Regions from separate parts of the Mus musculus genome. Here region 1 is linked to region 2. The links are chromatin contacts, called in public promoter capture Hi-C maps. All regions are on one chromosome and are shown on one strand. The core of a region is the stretch at or near the end of the contact, and the rest is flanking DNA. Distances in the headings are between cores, read along the strand shown. Region 1 overlaps Prune2 (prune homolog 2). Region 2 holds the start of Vps13a (vacuolar protein sorting 13A).

Region 1 (5,664 bases), core at 2,096-4,595, 290 kb after region 2:
AAAAAAAAAAAAAAAAGAAAAGAAAAAGAAAAAGAAAAAGCCAGTGAAGGTCTGCTTCATTCTCCTTAGGGGCAGGTATGGTGCCAGTGCCAGTGCCAGTGGTGGTAGAAGAAGATGAGAAAGGATCCAGAATGAAAACAAACTTGTCTTGGATAGTGACGTTATATGTGCAATAGAGTAGGGTAGGAGAACTCTTTCTGATGGAACAGGTGATATGTTGAAGAAGGCCTGTCTTCTGGTCTCAAAAAAGTGGCAAGAAAATCTAGGAGTAGGATACTAGAGAAATGGCAAATTTCAGGGCAAGCTTGACACACTCAAGACCAAGCAGGTAGCACACAGTTGTAATCCTATCATTTGAATGAAATGGAAGCAAGAGGTTCGGGAGTTCAAGGTTCAACCTGACTCACAAGACCTTTGTCCTGCCCCCAAAACAGGAAAACAAAGATTTGTCCAGTCAAGTAGGGAATGGTATAGGATGAAATGACAGGGACATGTAGCAACCACACAAAGAACAAGGTAAGTAGAGCCATTGTTCATGAGAATTAACTAGCTGCTTACAAATCATAACTTGACAAAAAGAAATGGAATACTAATTGGTTTAAATGTAGCATCTAAGAACCTCCCTGTTGTTTTAAATACAAGAGAGTTGAGCATTAAGTTCAAAAGACAAACTCCGAGGAGGAAGAAAATTGACGCCTTCTTGTTCAGTGGCCATTAGTAATATATCCTTGCCACAAAGCACATAGCCTGCCACTCTGCACTGGCATCAGTCTCATACAGAAGGGCTTTGCCTGTGGAGAGAACATATGGAATCCTCTGAAAGCTTCAGCTCTTCTGCTTGAAGCCAATTTGTAAAAACCAAGAAGGATACCACATAGACGTTGCTGTGTTCGTGCCGGCATTTGGATTTTCTAAAATAAAGATAGATTTTTAAAGTCCATCTAGGCCAACTTATTTGTTTTATATGTTTTATAGACAGCAAAGCTGAAACCCAGAAATACTTGTGTTTGGCTAAGTTCACCAGGCTGAACAGTGTGATTGATGCAGAGCCATGATTCTGCTTTCAAGCTCTTGATCCAAGGATCTTTTCACTTAAAAAGGCTATGCCTACTACATTTGACTTCACAGACTCCACCAATGGAGGGAGGGAGAGAGGGATGGATGGATGGGTGGATGGATGGATGGATGGATGGTTTACTCATTTATTATGCAAGAAAGATCAACTATTAGACAGTCAGTCATTGGACAGTAGACCTGCTTAGATGGAGATCCAGCCTGTAAAGTGCCTGTTTCTGTGTCCCCCACATCATTGTATTTTCTCAGCTGGGAGTACTTCAATATTCAGCAATGTTTAACATGTCCTTTGTTACCATTGTTACCAGGTTCTATTCTAGATCTGGGGGATATAACACTATTGACTGAAACAGAAAAAAGTATCCCCCCACAGTGAGTTTCCATTTTAAAAGAGGAAGATGGGATCCCCTAAGAGCCAGACAAAGTATGGTTCAATCCCCAAAGCCACGACCTCCATTTCTGTCCTTGAGTACTCTCCTACCCTCAAGGGCTTCTTTGCTTTTCCCTCTTGTCATCCAGTCTCTACCCAACATGTCTGTAATCTTTGGGAAACACCAAATGTGAATTGTGTATCTACGTCTTTGCTTCAAATCCTTGACTTAGGCCTCATTGCCTATGAGGAAAACCAAAATTCACCCCCATTCTCCTCAAGCTTTGTATCACGTGGTCCTGCTGCACGCAACCTCATCTCGTTCCTCTGCTCCTGCACCAACCTTTGGCGGTCCTCGGTTCTTCATTCAAGCTTATTCTTTTCTCCAGTTTACTTTGAGGTCAGAATATGACAAAGCGCATTATCTCCCTTTATACAGGAATGCATGAAATGTAACCTTATCAATGCCCCAGACTTCCCACTCTGACCTCCCTTCTGCTTTGTGTTCTTTCTCATCACAGAGTTTATTCTGGCTGGCACCTGTCAGTGTTAGCAATCCTCTTTAAACTGATTTATTGACTTACTATTTCTGTTCGCTAACCTGCAACTCCTTAAAAGCCACAGAATGGTCTGTAAGCCTGAAAGCACTGGCCAACATGCAGGAGATTATCACTTGCTCCATGAGACAATTGGTGACTGAATTCACTAATGAATGATGAATTGTCCTTCCCTTGATAGTATATCATTGTCTAAAAACATAAAATGTGGAGACTGGTATGTCACTTCTAGAAGTCTAGAAGCCTACTCTACACTGGGATTCTTGCCTTTGCCAGTAGTTCTCCAACAGTGTGGTGTTGTCAATCCATAGTCTATGGTACCTCATTTAATTTCCTTTCTTTTCCTATTGCTTAAGACTTGTATCCTTTTTACACAGAAAAATCTTCCGGATTCCTCTTCTCATTCACCACAATGTGGCAGAAACAAGGATGGTAGCTAGGTGACATACAAGTTCTTGACTGGGGCTTGCGAGGTATGAAACCCCAACTGATCATTATGTTTGTCCCATCACAGTCTACTGGAAGAGTCAGGTGTGTACAAAGCCAACCTACACTTCATGTGCATGATGTATGTTTCATCTAGGAGAGACTAGAGATGAGTCACAACACTCAAATTCAGTGTGCATACTCGCAAAGAAACAACTATGCTTTGCTTATAGCTCACTTGGACTGTATTCATTCCATGCTTCCCTCTCTTAGCATGGGATGCAGGCACTGTTCTGAGTCCTTGTTCTAGTTTGCCTCCTATTATTGTGATGAATGCCATGACCCAAAGCAACTCAGAGTCTGAAGGGTTTATTTCCACTTCCAAGTTAGAGCTTATGAAGAAGGCAAGTCAGGGCAAGAACTCAAGGCAGGAACCTGGAGGCAGGAGCTACAGCAGGGGCTTGCTTCTCTTGGCTTGTTCTGCCTGAATTCTTATACAACATAGGTTCACCTACCCAGGGGTGACACCACCCATAGTGTCTTGGGCCCTCCCATGTCAATTATTAATCAAGAAAATGTCCCAGAGACTTTCCTAAGGACTAATCTGATAGAGGCTTTTCTCAATTGAGGTTCCCTCTTCCCAGGTGACCTAGCTTGTGTCAAATTGACAAAAACTTGATTGGCACAATCCTCTTCAAGTAACTTTCATAAACTTCACTGGACTCTGTCACTGATGCTCATGGGTGAAGAAATTAAAACCAAGTGTCTTTCTAAGCATCTCATGGCCAGTGAACAAGCCATGTAACTGAGCTTCAAGCTGAGGTGGCCTTGGCACTTGCACCAGGCTCCTTGTCATAAATGTTTGAAGACTCCAGATGACAAATGATTTAACATCAGACTAGAAGAGAAAAGGGAAGCTTATTGGTTGGAAACAGAGAGGGAAATTACATACTAGGAAGAAAGAGCATGGTTGTGTGTCTGGACATGTCTCAGAGGCAGCAAGCAGTCAGTAGGGCTAGAGCAGAAGATCCAACTGAGAGTGAAGGTAGCCATTCTATCAGTGAAAACATACAAATCAAAGTTAAAAAAATTGGTCAGCCCTGGGGTAACTTATATACACTTAAAGGCCCCCACCTTGTGTGTGTGTGTTTATGTATGTGTGCCCATGTGAGTGCATGTAGAGGCCAGAGGTAGATGTCTTTCTCCATACCTCTGCACTTTAGTTTGAGACAATGTCTCTTTGCCAACTCAGAGCCCACTGCTATAGCTGCTATTGGCTGGCCAGTCTTCCTGCTTCCCCATCTCAAGCCCTAGGGTTGCTGGAATCCACTGCTATGCTCAGCTTTCCTTAGGAGCTGGGGTTCAACATTACACTCTCATGCTTCCACAGCAAAGACTTTCCTAACAACTATCACCTCATCCCTAATCAGAAAAACTTTTAAAACCGAAACTATCAAAATGAATCCCAAATGTTAGGGGCATACAGCCTGTTAATAGAAGTTCATGGAGATATCGGAAGATTCTGATTAGTGTTCTCAAGTAAAAAGGTTTTAATTTTTTGGCAAAAGGAAATGCACATGTTTGTCAGTATTTCTTAAGATCTTAGTTTTCAATGGCAATTCAGAGCCACCTAGTGACCAAAAAGTATTTAAAATACAAAACAGGAAAAGAAAAAGATTCCAGTAAAGAGAAAAGCAGTTGCCTAATCCTGGTCTTTGGTGCCCAGAGATAAAGATATATAAGTGCAGGTCTACAAGGTGAGACCTACTACACGTTAAGGAGAATACGCCTCTCGTTCCTTTGGTGGTTAGAGAGCCCTACACATAAATTTGAGATTATATGTATAGTTAAGCTTTAATACAGATGACATGTACCAAACGGCACATGTGGGCCTAACACAGCTACTATAAGCAAACTTTCCTCACAGATACAAGTCGCTTTCCTTGTAGTCTGCTACTGTGAAGAAGCCTACACGTTTGCTTTGTGTCTTGGGAATAGGAACGATGGGACAGAAGCTGTCCTGAAGATAAGTCTCGGGCTGGTAGACAGGAAGGCACGAGGGAGTCCTAAAATTCCAGATGAGACTCCTGCTTTCTGTCTAATTTTGAACAGGAAAATCCAAAGAGTTCTACTCAGTTTGGTTTATGTACCTGTTGCAAAATTCTGCTGAGTCTTGATAGGTTTCTTGCAGGGCGTGGGTGCAGCAAGTTTCAAGTGTGTTGATGGAGCCAGGGCTTTTAGCTTGGTTGCAGTAAAGTCCTTCATCTAGAAGGACACACTAGGAGATGAAGGGGGACGGATGAAATGTGGCCATGCTGTAGAACACTGTGTTGATTAAATGTATTAAAGATAGACTCAGAGACACCAAAATGTGCCGGTAACTCATTAAGGAAAGAAAGTTCAGGTCTTGAACTCCCTGAATTCATTTGACTGAGAGCAAGGCCAAGATGAATTCTTCACTTCTCTTCCCATATCTTCTATCTGTAGTGTGTGGTTTCTGGCTTGTCTGTAGTCTCTATGCATTTAATGTGCCTCTTTTGCCAATGTCTTATCCTTGTGCCTGCCTGATGCATAACTGTAAGTCCAACCGTTCCCAACAAAGGGCTTTTGCTTTGTATTTACTGAACACCAAAGAAAGCATCACATGGCAGGGGAGTTATGGGGAACACATTACAGAAATATTTAACAGAGTTTTACAAGGGATTGAGCTCTGTGCTCCAGCTAATCCCTACTGACCCTTGGGCTCTCAGTGCTATAAACAGATGCTCATCAAATGATATCCATATGTTGCTTTCAGGAGTTATGGCAGGTATTTGCTGTATAAAGTATTTTTATGGTATTTGTTACATATGGTTGTTTTTTTCAAGCTATTTGCTGTTTTAAGCAAACAAATGTCATAGCACACACACATATATGTGTGTATATATATATGTATATATATATATATATATATATATATATATATATATACATACATATATATATATACACACACATGTATTGCTCTCTGAGTCAGGGGCATGAAAAGGTACATAATTTAAGATTAGATCTACATATTATTTTAGGTTATAAAAGCTAATTACATGAGAAATCCAAAGATTTGAGTATGGTTGAGTGTTACATTGTTATCTTAAAATCAGTTTAAACAAACAGGCTGAGTATACGGAAGGACAGCAGTGTAAAGTCTTAAATGACCTCGAGGTATATTATTAATTGGCTTTGTGATCCAGTAGAAGC
Region 2 (5,721 bases), core at 269-2,768:
CTGTCATGTGGACACCAGGCTTGGATCCAAGTCATCTGGAAAGGTAGCCAGCGCTTTTCACCACTGAGCCATCTCTCCAGGTACCAGCTCAGATATTCTTCCAGGCTTTTTTTCTGAGCTACAGAGTTTTGTTATCCTCACTCTGCAACTGAGAAGCAGCGCAGACTAAGCAACTTGCAAGTACCTGATCTCAAAGAGGCTGTGCTAGCTCTTACAGATCAATTGCCCACGTTATCGTGGAAGAAGGTACCTAGCTACATTGAGGGCTTGTTTGTTTAATAAAACTAAATTACTTGTTTTCATTATTTCAAAAATGAGAAGGCTCAAGATAAACGAGAACTTTTAGAAAGTTTTAAGTAAGTACATTATCAGAGAATGCACACACTATTTACACAAATAATTAACCCTAACTTTGGCCTGGAACGTTCATTTCAAAAAAGGCCTCTACTTGCTAATAGCTACTTAAAATAAACAAGAGTCTAATGCAATACAGATGGAAACACTAAAAATAAGACACTGTATTAGGTAAATCATTGCAGTGAAGGGGTAGATGCAGCCCTTCCCATCTAAGCAACAGAGAGGAGTGCTCATCACGTCTTCGTCAGGTCCGAGAAACGGAAAGCCCAAATTACATTTTGACCGTCTGTTTTCCTGCATTTTCTTTTCGTTCTTTAAAAAAACAAAAAACTCAGGTCTTACAAACACCCACATTCCCACCTGGTCAGGCTGCGACCTGAAAACCTAAGTAACTCTGAGATACTCTGAAAGGGGCTTTCCTTTCCTTTTATTCCCCCTGTCATTTGCCTGTCCCAGCTAAGCAACACCCAAGTCCAAGTTCAGTGGCCGGACCGGAACTCGCCTAGAAAGCACGGTGAAGTGGGGCAGGGAAGGGACGAAGGGTGTCTTCGCGGACGGCGCCTGGTCTTCACGTGCAAGTCGGCGTGCGACTCCCCGTGGGCTCGCCGGAGCCTTCCTGACAGCCCGGGGCCAAACTGCCAGGGATGCCTCCCTTGCCCAGCGGAGGCCAAGGGTCACCAGCACCCGGCCCCACCGGGACGCGAGGCTTCAGCCAGCGCCTCCCCCAACCTCACGGCTCGCGCCGCCCGCCCGCCCGCCCGGGAACCGCCGCCCCGCTTTACATAACTTGAAGGGCGAGGCGGGCAGCTGCAGGTGGCGGCGCCGGGCTGGCCAAGGACCGAAGCCACGAGAAACCGCGCCGCCGTCTCCCGCGACCCTGGAGCGGCGACCCCGTTACCTTTCCAAATGCCCAGGGAGAGCTGGGACTCGTCCAGGTTCACCACATAGTCTCCCAGGAACCGGTTCAACACTTCCACGACCACCGACTCGAATACCATTTTTTTTCCTCTCTGCCGCGGAGGGCACCGCGGCACTACCCGGGCTGCTCCTCCCTCGAGACGGCTCGGCTTACCGGCTCCCGGCCCGCTCCAGCTACGGTGCGGGTGCTGCCGGGTCCCCTCAACCCGACCGCGAGCCCCACAGAAGGAAGGTAGCCGCTCGCACCACGCGTGCGCAGCTCGGGCTGCGCGTGGGGGCGTGACCGACGCGGAACTGGAGGCGCGGCCGGGAGCGAGAGTGAAGGACGGCGGCTGCGCAGCCGCGGGCCCGCCCTTGCCCGCGAGCGGACCGCCGGGCCTCTCCCGCCGGCCGCGCCTCCTATCCGTCGCTTAGCAACAGAACACCAGTCGAGCGCTGGAGACCCCGCCCCGGAATGATTCTCCTTTTTACCCGCAGCGAACTTTCTCTAGGAGGCGGGGCGTGATGATAACCGACAGGAACGCCGCTTCCGAAAGAGAAAACTAAGATCGCGGGATCCAAAGAGTGGAGAGTGTACAGCTTGGTGCGAGGTTGCGGGAAGTTTCCTGAGGCAGTTTCCCAGGACGCTTTTCCCCCATTATTACCAGTTGTGAGGTTCGGCCAGCCTTGGTGCTTGGGTACTTCCTGACGTTCTCCCTTCTCCTGGCAAGGATGCGAACTGGCCCTTCAGTTGCCTTCCCTTACTTCCTCAGCTACTAATCTGTGCTGAGGAGGGGCGAGGGAGAGTAAAGTTGGGAGATAAATTCCAAGTTCTTAATGTGCAACTGCTCTTGGCACCTTTTTCCGGTCAAATCATTTATGTGAAAGCCGCCAGTCATGTTAAAGAGTAGCACGTTTGAGTCAGTCCGGAGACAGCAGAGAGCCTGCCAAGAACCAAGAAAGACACCTCTGAGCCTTAGTGGCCAAGCTAAAATAAGTAGTGTCTCCGCTCCACGCTTGGACTTAGAGAAAATTGGTCCCAAAGTCCTGAGGTCACAAGACAGAGGTGCAACTTACAGAACCGACATTAATCCTCTGAGGATTTCAGAGGCAGCAGTACACTTTCAACTTTCTCTTCGCAAGGCACATCCTGATTTGGCACTGAGTGTATTTTGTGCATAGTCATCAAGTATCTCAAATTTATTTCAGAAAAAAAAAAGAGCAAAAATAGTGTAAACTTTTTTAAGCTTTTAAAGAATATATTAGCATATATTTTACAAAATAATGGGTTTCATTATAACATCTTGATAAATGTGTATATTTTGGTCGTTTATTACCCATGACTCTTTCTTGTCCTATTGACTGATTCCTTCTTCCCAAATAGGACCCCTTCTGTTTTCATGGATTTTTCTATCAAGATTCTAAACCTTCATCCATGTTGGTTTTTTTTAATGAGTTTTTATTTAGCACAATTTTAAATTTCATTTGTGTGTGTGTATAAGTGTTTTCTACATCCGTACCTGGTACCCTCAGGAATAGCTCTCTGGTTATTGGCGTTACAGGAGGTTGTGAGCCTCCATGTGGGTGGGTGCTGGCAACGGAGTTCAGGTCCTCTGAAGCAAATGCTATTAGGCAGTGTCGTCTCTTGAGCCTATTCTAAAATTTGATCCCAGAGAAGATATAAAACACTGGACTGCTTCTCCTATGGTCCCCAAGGACAAACGCAGATATGATTCCATCAAAGTTCACGTTGGAGAACCAATGAGTTTGTTGGGCTTCCTTAAAGAGCATATCTGAGGACTTCGTTATGGGAGTGTGGGTGTGGGAAGTACTTACCCAACAGGGATGAAGGCTTCTCCATTGTAGCTTCATAGACAGAACCCACTCTTCTAGTCTTCCCCATCCACAACCCCAGTTTGTCAGTCCTCAAACTGTGGGTATCCACAAGGGTCCTGAATAAGCCTTTCACAGGGGTCGTCTAAGACCATTGGAAAAAGAAAGATATTTGTATTACAATTCATAGCAGTGGCAAGATTAGAGTTGTGAAGTAGCAACAAAAATAACTTTATGGTTAGGAGTCACCATTACATGAGGAACTGTGTTAAAGGGTCTCAGCAATAAGAAAGTTGAGAACCACCGTTCTAGTCCCTCCCTGAGGCCATGTGCAATTCAAGCACAGTCACATACCACAGGTGATAGTACAGCAAGGTACGCTCCTCCACCAGCTGAGACAAGCCTTTTACAAGGGGCTACAGCTGAACAAGATGGAGGACACCTGGCTAGGAGGACAGTCACAGCAAGGTCTGAGGATGTTTGCTGCATGTTGTGTGATTGTTCTGAGACACATCTTCCTGAACTCTGTACATGGAGTTGACCTCAAACTCGTGGAGATGTATGTTCCTGCCTCTACCTCTCAAATGCTGGGAATAAAGGCTATTGTCACCACACCTGGCTTATTTGACATAGTTTCACATAGTTTTTCTTTTGAAGGGCCTTTATGGAGTTTCTAAGTCAACTTCATGATCTCAGGGACACTGAGGTATTAGGAATTTTTCCAAAGTCAAAAACGAAATTGGACTTCCTGATTCATCATATTTGAGAATATTCACATATTTCTCAATAATAATAATAATAATAACTTGTTTTGACTTATTGCTTCTATTTTTAAATGAAAGAAAACAAAGCTTGTTGGAAGGACAAGCAAAGGAGAAAATTCTTAAAGAATCTTACAGCCAATATTGATGGTAATATAAGTAAACACAATCTTTGTAAATGCCAGCCTGTAAGTTCCAACAAGCTGATCCATCTGTGTGTGCATATGTTAGTGTATACATACTTACATGTATGTAAGTGTATGAATTTTGCCTTAGCAATCCTTCCAGAGATTTAAGCTAAGAAAAGAATTTTTAAAAATTAAAACCTATTCTTATAAGAACATTTATTAAACCTTTGCTTAAAGAAGCAAACTTAAATATTCATTAGTAGAGAAGCTAGGCAAATTAACATATACATGCATACACTAGGTTAACAATGCAGGAATTAAAATGAAAACAAAGATTTATAAAATGAGAGGTTATCGCTCTTATCTTGGGAGAAAGGACTAAATTGTTGTGAATTGTCAGCTAATTTTGACTGTACAGAATATACAAAAGTCTGGGAATATATTCACCAAATGTTAACCACAGCTATCTCTAGATGATAAGGCTTTTGACAGTGTCTATTTTCTATGCATTTTTTTTTTGAAGATGAAGACATACACAGACACAGTCCAAACCTCACTGGGCAACTCATATGGAATTGGATTTGAACGCTCAAAAGTCTGCCTAAAAACTTGATCTGAGCAACACATAAATGCAAAGATAAATCTTGTTCAACAGCACTAACAGCTGGGGAAAGGAAATCAGAGCTGCAGTCATACATGTGAATTTTTCCCTTATTTAACCCAGCAGTAAAGCTTTTAAAAATAGTTATGATCTCCAAATGCTGGTGAAACTATTGAGAACCAGGGTCATTCATATACTAAAAATGAGAATGTGAAATGCTATAGCCTCTCTGAAAAAGTTAGATCATGTCTGCAAAATCTAAGCAAACAATGTCCATGCAAACTAGCAATTATAAGCCAAGACATTTATCAAAAAAAAAAAAAAAAAGTGAAGGCAACTGAAGTGGGTCAATGAAGAGTGAGGAAGATAAGCCATCCATCGGAAGTACCAAAACTCATTCTGATTGTCTGGTAGCAAAGAGCACAATGTTCAGTAGCCCACTGTGAACTGAACGCACGATCGATCCTGACTAACCTTGTTCATTCGCTCTAACCAGCCTCCACATCTGCGTCAATATTAATTTATCCGGATGAGAGATCTTTCAGAAATGAACTCTCTGCTGACTTGCACTTTTGAATATTGACAGAAATCTCAATTTCCTTTCCCTGTTCATGTTCCTTCCTCGGTGATAATTTAAGGGGGAAAAGTCTACAGCACGTGGAAGTAGCTTTTGTCCTTTATACGGAATTCATGTGCAATGTCAGCCATAAAAATAAATTCATAATTATAAACAGTGCTATTGATATATTTGAACCTAATGAATACTGTTAATGTGTTTTGATGGGAAGATTTAGTTCAAAGATCAGTTATTAAGCAATATCTACAAATGTCTAGAACTCCTCATTGTTGATAAGACATAAAAGTACTTCCTAAGGAACACGTACAGATTTCCAGAATCTCTGCCTGAAAGTAATACGCTGTTGCTGCTCAGGAGAACCATAATTAACTATTTATACTATTCTCAAATTATCTAGTCTCCTTTTTATATCTAAGGAGATTCTGAGTCAGATACACTAATTTGGTTTCATTAAATGTTAAATTAGACATCAGTTACCAATTCAAACTGCTGCAGATCTTCTTCCCTCCAGGAAGTTAGAAGAGCACCATCTAGTGGCATGTTGTAGAAAACTCGAAGTTTCTACTT

The links. Promoter capture Hi-C pulls out the DNA fragments that hold promoters and counts their contacts.
Region 1: a promoter capture Hi-C map of the HPC-7 cell line shows a contact between it and region 2, with 2.1 times the contacts expected there. A contact is called at or near these places in 6 of 39 promoter capture datasets (the 3T3-L1 cell line, 3T3-L1-derived adipocytes, the HPC-7 cell line and 2 more).

The regions. Positions count from the first base shown.
Region 1 is chr19:17,067,351-17,073,014 of GRCm38.p6, forward strand. All of the region lies in intron 6 of Prune2 (prune homolog 2), which reads left to right. Among named protein-coding and RNA genes, the nearest start is that of Prune2, 110 kb to the left of the region's middle.
Region 2 is chr19:16,779,415-16,785,135 of GRCm38.p6, forward strand. Vps13a (vacuolar protein sorting 13A) reads right to left here and starts at 1,519. Exons shown (of 72, transcript NM_173028.4): 1 at 1,256-1,519. The coding sequence starts at 1,355.